Linked DNA regions of Ovis aries: region 2 is linked to region 1. Evidence: chromatin contacts called from public Hi-C data. All regions are on one chromosome and are shown on one strand. The core of a region is the stretch at or near the end of the contact, and the rest is flanking DNA. Distances in the headings are between cores, read along the strand shown.

What was found. A called contact is a pair of places that touch in the nucleus more often than the background predicts.
Region 2: a Hi-C map of liver shows a contact between it and region 1, with 2.1 times the contacts expected there. The contact joins the promoter of GNL1 here to the promoter of FLOT1 in region 1. A contact is called at or near these places in 5 of 16 Hi-C or Micro-C datasets (blood, liver and tail adipose tissue).

The regions. Positions count from the first base shown.
Region 1 is chr20:27,401,219-27,405,880 of ARS-UI_Ramb_v3.0, reverse strand. FLOT1 (flotillin 1) reads right to left here and starts at 2,752. Exons shown (of 13, transcript XM_060403343.1): 1 at 2,592-2,752; 2 at 2,236-2,489; 3 at 1,852-1,927; 4 at 1,674-1,764; 5 at 1,300-1,443; 6 at 1,043-1,162; 7 at 856-951; 8 at 491-643. The coding sequence starts at 2,278. IER3 (immediate early response 3) reads right to left here and starts at 4,479. Exons shown (of 2, transcript XM_004018996.6): 1 at 4,241-4,479; 2 at 3,211-4,140. The coding sequence starts at 4,450. The coding sequence ends at 3,880. LOC132658256 (a long non-coding RNA gene) reads left to right here and starts at 4,559. Exons shown (of 2, transcript XR_009597619.1): 1 at 4,559-4,662.
Region 2 is chr20:27,535,249-27,539,713 of ARS-UI_Ramb_v3.0, reverse strand. It overlaps GNL1 (G protein nucleolar 1 (putative)), which reads right to left and starts at 2,749. Exons shown (of 12, transcript XM_027958866.3): 1 at 2,624-2,749; 2 at 2,040-2,205; 3 at 1,544-1,680; 4 at 1,228-1,379; 5 at 1,040-1,111; 6 at 1-91. The coding sequence starts at 2,696. PRR3 (proline rich 3) reads left to right here and starts at 3,810. Exons shown (of 3, transcript XM_012100974.5): 1 at 3,810-3,953. The coding sequence starts at 3,851.

The DNA of each region.
Region 1 (4,662 bases), core at 1,503-4,002:
CTTTGCTGCATTATCAAGGCCCCCACAGGTCACTTTGTGGAATTCAGAGCCCAAGTCCACGTTTCTCTTCCTCACACCCTGTGTGATCACCAGGGCTGCTGTGAGCCTGTGGAGGACTGCCGTGCAAATCAGAAAAAGGCACTCGTTCCTCTGGGGAGATGCAAACCTATTCACAATGCACAGCTTGGGGAGTGGAGCACAGACCGATCTGAGCTCTGGTTCACCCTTCATCCAGGTGCCCTTGCCCAGGACACAACCCACCCCAAGCCCGTGATCAGCCCTATCTACACTCCCTTTCTAGGCCTTTTCTTTGCTTTTCAGCTGAAACATTTAGGTCTTTTAAATCTTCCTTATATGGAGGAGTTGGGTCAGAAACTGAGAGTCAAAATAAGGGGATCAAAGTCAGGATATGAGAGAGAGTGGTAGCCTGAGGAGAACAGGGAGGGAGTGAAGTACAGCCTGGCCACAGGGCCAGGATGGGGACTCTGACCTGAAGTTGATAGGCCAGGTCAGCCTGTGCTCGGCGCGTGTTGACTTCGATGTCGTATGCGGCCTTCTTCAGCTCGTAGTCCCTCTGTGCCTTGGCCATCTCGATCTCACTCAGGTACTGAGCAGACACCTTCTCCTGCTTGGCTTTGGCCTCCTGTTCATGCAGAGATTGGGTAGGGCATCAGAGTAGGCAGAAGAAGGCCCAAGGGAGAGAGCTTGCTCTCCACCGAGCTCCTCCATCTTCGCCCTGGGCCCGGCCTCGTCTACATCCTCTGCCAACCCTGCTCCACTGGCCCTCACGCCACACCCTCTCCCATCAGGTACACAAAAAGCCCTCGGAGACCAAGCAACCCCCAGCTCTCTCACCCGGATCCCCGCATCTCTTTTGGCCTCTGCTTCCCCAATCCGAGCATCTTTTTGGACCTGAGCTGTTCGAGCCTTCCCCAAGGAGTGCAAATAGTCCTGTGGAGAGATGCAGATGTCTCAATCCTCAGGAGAGAAGGTTTACCAGATGGGAGCAGGGAAGCAGGGAGGACCAACTGCTGAGGTTTACCTGATCGTCGTGAATGTCCTTCAGGGTGTAGCTGACCACGCTGATGCCCATGTTGACCAGGTCTGAGGAGGCCACTTTGAAAACCTGCTCTGAGAATTTCTGCCTGTCCTTATAGATTTCCTGGGATAACAGGATGGAAGGAAGAAGGAAGGGACGTGCTCAGATCCTCTGGCCACCGTCTTCCTCAGATTAGCTGGGTTCTTAGGCCCCTTGCAGTCTGGCATCCCTTCCCGATCTCTCCCTGCCCTCAGGCCCACCTCCACGGTCATGTGGGCCATGATAGCCCTCTGGTGGCCCTCCAGTGTCTCCAGCGCGATATGGGCGATCTCTGCCTCCGTCTTCCCCAGGAACATCTGGCAGGCGGCGGCCAGCATCTCCTTGTTCTGACCCTGGATCTTTACCTGTAGCCAGAACAGAGCTGGGGAGGGTGTGCGGAAGGCCTCCTGAAGCCAGAGCAGAGGCAGGGAGAGTCAGGTGCCTTGGGGATCCCTGGAGATGTGGAGACTTGCAGAGAAATTGCTCCACAGGCAGAGATAGGGAAAGCCATGGTCAGAAGATTCTTAATGTCTGGGGACACAGAAGATGCTGGGTGGGGGAGTGGACTTTGAGGAAAAGGCTCTGAAAGCCTCACCTGGGCAATGCCAGTGACTGAGATGGGGACCCCATGGCGAGTGTAAACCTTTTCACTCTTGACATTGAGGGTCAGTGTGTTGAGTGAGATCCTAAGGGAGAGAGAAGGGGTGGACAGTGTGAAAAGGAAGAAAGGGAGAAAATGGGGGTTCCCTTGCCCCAGTTTTCTTGCTACCCACCTCTGGATTTGCTGGATGCAGGGCAGGACAAAGACACGGCCTCCAGCCACCATGACTGGGGGGCTCCGGCAGAAACCTGCACGGGGAGAGGGCAGTGAGCTGTGGTGGCCGGTGGCCGTGGTAGAGCTGTAGCGGTAGAGCTGTAACGTGGGAGACAGACCTTGGGGAGGGAGTGGGGAGCAACCTCCACGAGGAAAGCTGGAAGCTGACAAGGGCGAGGGGCAGTCTAGGCCTTGGAAGGCTACGCAAGGAATAATCACAAGTGGGTGGCATGAAGCCATCGTGGGTGGGGTGGACAGGAGGCCTAGTGCTGGGGAGCTGGTAGGGAGAGGGAAGAGGCCTCTGCAGGGGGTGCTCACTGGCTGAGCAGAAAACAATACTTACCGGAGACCACCATGGCCTCATTTGGGCCACAGGTGAAAAACATGGCTCAGGCTGGAGCTGGAGGAGGGGAAGACAAAGCCTTTGCGGATGCGAAGGGGCGCCGCGCAGTCCACAGGAGCGAACTCTCCCTTTCCAGTCAGTCCCGCCCAGCCTGCAGACGCCGAGGCCCAGGCTCTTCCGCAACCCCGGATTCGCTAAGGCTTTTCCTGTGAAATTTCGCAGCCAGCGATCCTCAGCCGCTCACCGCGCCCCACCTTCAGTGATATGAAGCTCTCCAGACCCGGAGAGGTCCCCAGACCCTTGCGCTACCCTCCCTGTTCCTCTGCAACCCACTCCATCTCCCCTCCCCCACCTACCTTCCCGGACTCGGGCGGCGGCCGGGCTGGGGTCCCGGGGAGGGCGGGGCTGCGTAGGGGGCCTGGGAGTCTAGCAGGTGCCACTCGCGTAGGGTCTCCCTGGGAGCTGGGCCCGCGCCCCCAACTCAGCCGCACCCCGTTACTGCTGCAGACACGACCCCGCCCCCCGCGGAGGACCACCCCCCTCCACCCCACCCCCGGCCTCGGGCGTCCGACCCGCCCCTTTCCCGGCAGGCCCAGCTCAGATCCGCAGCCCTCGAGAGCTGCAGAAGCGGCCCCGGTATGGGGGAGGAGGCCACACTTGGCCGCCCTTCCGGGGCCGGAAGTCCCGCCCAGGCAGCCCCACGCCCCGCCCCGTGCGACGTGACTTCCGTGAGTACGCTCTCGGGCAGAGGGAGGTTGACTCACGTCGCACTTGCCCCAGGTAAACTAACTGAGAAAAACCACAGACTGGGCAACGACTGACAGCGTCCGGTCACAAGATGCTGAGTTCCATGGCTCCAGGAGGAGGGACTCATGGGCCTGGGGAGGAGCACCGGCTGGGGACTTGACCGTCTCCTCCTCCTCCTGGCGCCTTGAAAGTAGGGGACCGCCGCTTGTAAAGAGACACACACATGACTGCCGACAGTAAATCAAGTTTATTTGTGTTCATAGAACATACGGGGCGACCCCAGAACAGCCTCCTGACAGCCCACCAACCCCGCAGTCACCCCCTTGGAGGCAACTTCAAGGAGATTGTAGGCCAGGGACCTTATTCTCAACGGTTCCCCGAATCTTCACAGACTCGCGAGTTGAGATGCTGGAGAACTGAGAGTGTCACTGCGACCCACCACCGTCCTTGACTCCCAGCCCGGGCGCCTTCTCGACTTGGGTTTCCTCCATCCCTTTTCCCGGCCTCGCTCAATTCTGGGTGCTTGCCTCCACCAACCCCACAGAGCCCAATAAATACCCAGAGACCTGCATTTGCAGCAAGGTGCACATCTCGCACTCCTGCATAAGTTAAAATAAATATTACATACACCCCTCCATCACCTAGGGGGACACACATAAATACACATAAATATTATTAGGAACAATGAGAAATAAGTTAACGACGCACTTCTTCCCCACCCGGCCTAACCCCGGCGTGCCGGTGCCTGTCTCTCCAGGCTCGGACCGGCGTCTTCGCCATAGTGTTCTGAGTGCGAGTTGCCTCGCGAGTCCCAGTTTGGGATACGCTCTCGCGCACCAGGTACACCCAGTGTTTTCTTGGTTTTTCAGGTTCTTTTGGGGAAGTGGGGAGTCCCGGTTAGAAGGCGGCCGGGTGTTGCTGGAGAAAAGTGCTGAGATCCAAAGCGTAGTCCGAGGGCTCCGAGGTCAGATTAAGGGGCTCGAAGACCGGGGCTGCAGCGGTGGGCGCGGGGGACGGTGCGCTGGAGGTGTCCTCCGGGGCCAGGGGTACAGACGCACCGTCTTCAGCCATCAGGATCTGACAGAAGATGATGGTCAGCAGGACAAAGAGCAGCCTTTTGGCAGGGTTCGGTTCCTCGACTGGCAGCTGACGCCGGACCTGAGGGGAGGTGATAAAAAGAACAGGTCAGATCGGGGCCCCGGCGTCCAGTGGTTCACCCTGCTCTTCCCCCGGGGCTGTCCACTTCGGAGACACTCACCACTCGTGGGTAGAGGACCCTACGGCTGCGCTTTCGATGCCCGCGGGTGGCGCTAGGGCGCGCAGCGGGGGCCACCGCGGGCTCCGGGAGAGGGTCGAAGGTGAAGATCTCGGGACCGGAGCCCCGTCGGGGTCCCGGGCTGGTGGAGGAGACCGGGGTCGGAGCCCGCAGGACGGTCATGGTGGGGAGGGAGCTGCGAGAGTGACACATTGTGCGCTGAGCTGAGCCGAAGGACGAGTGGCCCCGCAGTCCCGCAGAGCTAGTTATGTACCCCGAGAACTGGGCGGGTCCTTCTCAACTCCACCCTGGGCTGGGAGCTGTTGGACGGTCGGCTGGAAATTCCGAAGATTAAGCAAAGGGAGGGGGCGGAGACTTGGCCAGTGCCAACCGTAGGCACGCCAAGTGTGTGTTGTGAGTGTGTG
Region 2 (4,465 bases), core at 1,500-3,999, 130 kb before region 1:
GGGCCAGATCCACCTTGTTCAGGACAAGCACCAGGGCCAGCCCAAGCTCTCCAGTCACGTACTCATAAAGTGCTGGTGGGAAATTCACAACCTGGAACAGGATATAAGAGGAGGGAGTGATGCAAGGTCAACCCAGAGTTCTCTGCCTACAGTGCCCTACTCACCAGGCACAGCTTGGAGAGAAGACCCTGGTGGTAGCAGATTCTGGGGCAACAAGGATAGATCAGCCAAACTGAACTAGGGAGACAAAGCAGCAGTGAGCATCACCTGTATGTCTGTCTCTGGGCATTCCCTGTGGGCCCAATTAGGGATGGTAAACAGCTAAAAACAAGGAAGCGGACCTAGCAATCAGGGATAAATGCTAGGATCACTCACAGGGATGAGGACTGGGATAGAAATTAGTATCTGTTTTTACACACACATCTGTCTGCATGTGTACACAAGCTTATGTGTTGGCATGCACGTGTGAGGTTTGCATTGAGCACATGTAGTTAAGTGAGTATGTGAATGCACACGTATGTCTCTGACTATGTAGAGGTGTATGTGTACATGTTAATGATCTCCAACCTAAATATCCACACAGACTTCAGACCTCCCTTTCTCCCCCTGGAGAACAACAGTGAAGCAGCACAGCCAGATCCCAGGAGAGCTGTCCAGCAGCATGTCTAGAGCCTTAACCACTACCCTAGCATCCCAAGTGAGGCTGAGTTCTGTAGTGACTCATATGGCAGGGAAGCCCACTTCACAGACTCCCCTGGAGCTCCACACTGAGACTTCCTATTAGCTCTGGTGTGCTAGGAAACAGGAACAGTTTTCCATCAAAGGATTAAAGAACAGGAGAGGCAGTTGGCCAGAGGAGGAGTGACAGGCTCTGACACTGATGAATAAAGACTGAGTTCCCAACTGCAGACTTCAGCAGGGTAGAGGAGACTGGAAAGGAAGGGATTACATCTATGTCTCCCAACTACTGCCTCTGCCCTTTACCCCACCAGAACCTCCCTCCCTCCTGCCCCTTGCCCACCCTCATCTCAGGACTCACTGGATGTCGGATATCAGTAATCAGCAGAACAATATCAGACATCTCTAACACTCGCCACAGCTGCCTCCATGTCTGAAAAGACAAAATCAGTGAAAGAGAACTTGAGCCCAGAGTCACTCTCCTGCCTGACTCAAACCAATCTGGCCATGGGTGACTATGCCCCACTCCTGTCCCCACTCTAGTCTCACCTCCAGATTGTGCTCAAAGTAGCTGAGTTTCTCAGAGGTGTAAGCCCCATGAATCTTCCCAAGATACTCCTGGAAGCTCCGTTCCTCCTGGCTCATCAGTTGTTCCTTAGACATCTCATAGCTCCAAGGAGGACGTCGGGGAAAGTCCAGGACTGAGTCATCAATAAAAAGTCCAAATAAGTTTTGGGATAGTTTCAAAACTCAAGGGTGCATTTCCCAGACCCCTTCTTCCTCCCAGTCGGCTCTTACTCTTCCAAACTCCTTTCCCCAGCCCACTGCCTGTCCCAAGCATCCAGGCGCTGAGCTTCTCACTCACCAGAGCCGGGCTGGTAGACCTCCCGGATGTCCAGCTCCAGCAGCTCAGCACTGACGGGCTGTAGCACTTGCTCCCGGGCAGCTCTCTTTCTCCTCTCCACTTCCTCCCGGCTGTCTCGCTCAAAATGCAGCCGGTATCTAACAGGGAAGGGACCACAGCATCCATCGCAATCCTTGGCCCACCACAAACTCTTCTCTCCAGACTTCAAGTCTCGCTTCTCAGCCAGCCCTCCCCCAAATCTCTTTCGTGCAACAACAGGCCTTCCCCTAAGTTTCGTCCAGAAACAGCCAAACTCTCTCCAGGCTCTGCGGAAGGGAAGATTGTAGCCCGCTCCACAAGCTTCCCTTGTGCCCTAGCGGCCCATGGAGAACCGTGGCATCCCAGCCCTCCCCCAATCTCGTTTCAAGCCTCCACCACCAGCAGCCTGCTTTCCCCCAACGCTCTGACTTCCGGGTAGGCGGGGAAACTTGGGCCAGAGCCCCCCGCCCATTCTCACCGATTTGGGTCATAGCCTCGCGGGCCCAGCCCTTGGGAAGGTTGCTGGTTGAGCCTGCGGATGTGATGGGTCACAGACTCCCCGTCCGAGGTGTCGGTCTGCTCCTCCCGCCGCTCTCGGCTCCCGCTGCGGCTGTTGGAACTGGATCGCAGCCCATCTTGAAGCCCTGCGGGGAGGAGCCGGTGACGCCAGTGCTGGCCAGTTCTCAGGGGCCAAAAGACCCCCTCCCCGGTCGGCCTGGCTCCTCCCCACACCACCGCACTTCTTTTGAGACCGGGCCCTCCCACCTACTCTGCCCAGGACCCTCCCGGATGTGCGTGGGGGGAGGCACTCCTCCTCCAGGGATCTGCGGGGATGGCGCCCCGTTGGAGCTGGAGGGATTCCCCTCCCCCAACTCTCCATCCTTCCCCACCCCTTCCAGATGTAGGGGGCTGCGGTGAGGGAATCCCCTCCGCGATCGCCCACGCGCGTCGGCACGCGGCCGCCACCCCCTCCCACGCCTCCCAGAGGTGAGGCGGGCACACCCCTCCTTCCAGATGTGCGGGAGTCCGAGCCCCGCCCCCTCCTCTGGCTCCTGCACTGACCTCTCTTCCGCTCCCGCTTGTCCTGCAACTGCTTTTTCTTCTGCTTCACGCTGAAAGGCTTCTTCCTCGGCATGGCCCGGACCAGTCACCTGGCCCGCCCTCCGCCGAGCTCCCGCCGCCTCAACTGACTCCCCCCGGGGCAGCCCCCGCCGCAAGGGCCCGGGACCCTGGAGGGGGCGGGGCTGAAGGTGACGTCAGCGGGCGGGCCCGGCCGCTGCGCCCGGGCGGCCCGGGTGGAAGACAACGGGGAAATACAGTCACTTCCCAGTGAGAGCGAGGCGAGAGGATGATGCAGGGTAGGCTACCCGCACGTGAGAGCCAGTGGCACGGAGAGGGCGCTGCGGCGGCGAGGAAGGAGGCGCGCGTGGGAGGATCGGGCTAACTTCGTCACGGACGCTACCAACTCGCCTTCAGAGGAGGGGGGACGCGTGTCATCACTACCTTGCGCGCCGGGGAGAAGCTACCACTCACCTGGAGGGGGCGGTGGAGCGGAGGGCGGGTCCTACCACCTGGGGAGAAAGGGGCGTGGACGCGCATAAGCTACTTTACCAATCCTCCAGCTGGGCCTTAGAGGAAAGGCGCGACTGCGCATCCCGGGAAGGAAGCAGAGTTACTGAACTACACTGGGGGCCGGGTCAGAGGTCTTGAAGGGTGGGTGGCGGTCTGGAGAGCCCTGGGCAGCGCCCTGCTGGGACCCAAATTCCTTGTGGGAATGATGATAAGGAGCAGGCTTACAGATCATAAATGCAAGCGCCGCCGAGGAGAGAAACCCAGGTGGGACAAGGATTTTGGGAGGGAGGTCATAGGGCACCAAGTTGTGCCTGCAGCTGTTACCATAGAAACCGGGGACCGGATATGGCGATCTCAAGATGCGACAGCCTTCTCTTATCAGGCCTTCTGGCCCGAGAGTCGACTCTATGGCAGGCTGTGAGGAGCAGCCGGTTGTGGATTTTCTTTCAGCGAGGGGAGGAGCGAGCAACTTTTTCAAAGCGTTTATAGCAACGCAGCAAAGGAAAGGTTTGAGATTGCTGCCCTGCCTGGCAGAGACTGCGGGAGGCGGCTGATGCGAGAAGAACCGCACAAAGATTCTCCGCAGCCTTCCGGAAGTGAAATGGCGGGAGCCTCAGCCTCAGTGTCCACCGCCCCCCCCGGAAGCGGAAACAGAATCCCAGCGTGCCCCTTCCTCACTGCCCTCCAAATCCCGCTGCAGCCATTGCCGCAACCACGATGCCGAAACGAAAGAAGCAGAATCAGCAGCAGCAACTGCAGCAGCAGCCCCCACTGCCAGAGCGGGATGAGACTGGAGACGAGGAGGATGGGAGCCCCATCGGTGAGGAGCCCCGGAGGGGTGCGCACATGCCTGTCAGCCTGTCGAGGCGAAGGGTTAGAGGCTGAAAATATGCGGGGGAGAGGGGTCTAACGGGAGGAAGGGCGCACGCGCTGGGGCGGGGGCCGGGGGGGGGGAGCCTGTGTGGGATGGAACACTAAATGAGTTCTCTTTCTTGAATCCTCAACTTCAAACTGGCCTCTAACCCTTTGTAAAGAAGGGAGAGGAGATAAAGAACTTATGTGCGCAGCCGCAAAACGTCAGAGGGAGAGGGGCCCTAGAGAAGTTGCAGATTGCGATGACTGGGATGACAGTTTGTGACCACACTTGCATGGGGAAGGTGGAAGTAGAGCTTTCTGTGAACTCCTTGCGGATAGGGTTAAAGGAGAGGTATCTGACTGGCCAGCAGTTAAAGAGAGGGATTGGTTTTATCTCAGGAGTCACTTGGGATCTATTGGATAGCAACAATGTAAGGGAGAGAGAAAGTTTGTAGGTATCGTTTTCTCATTATACGC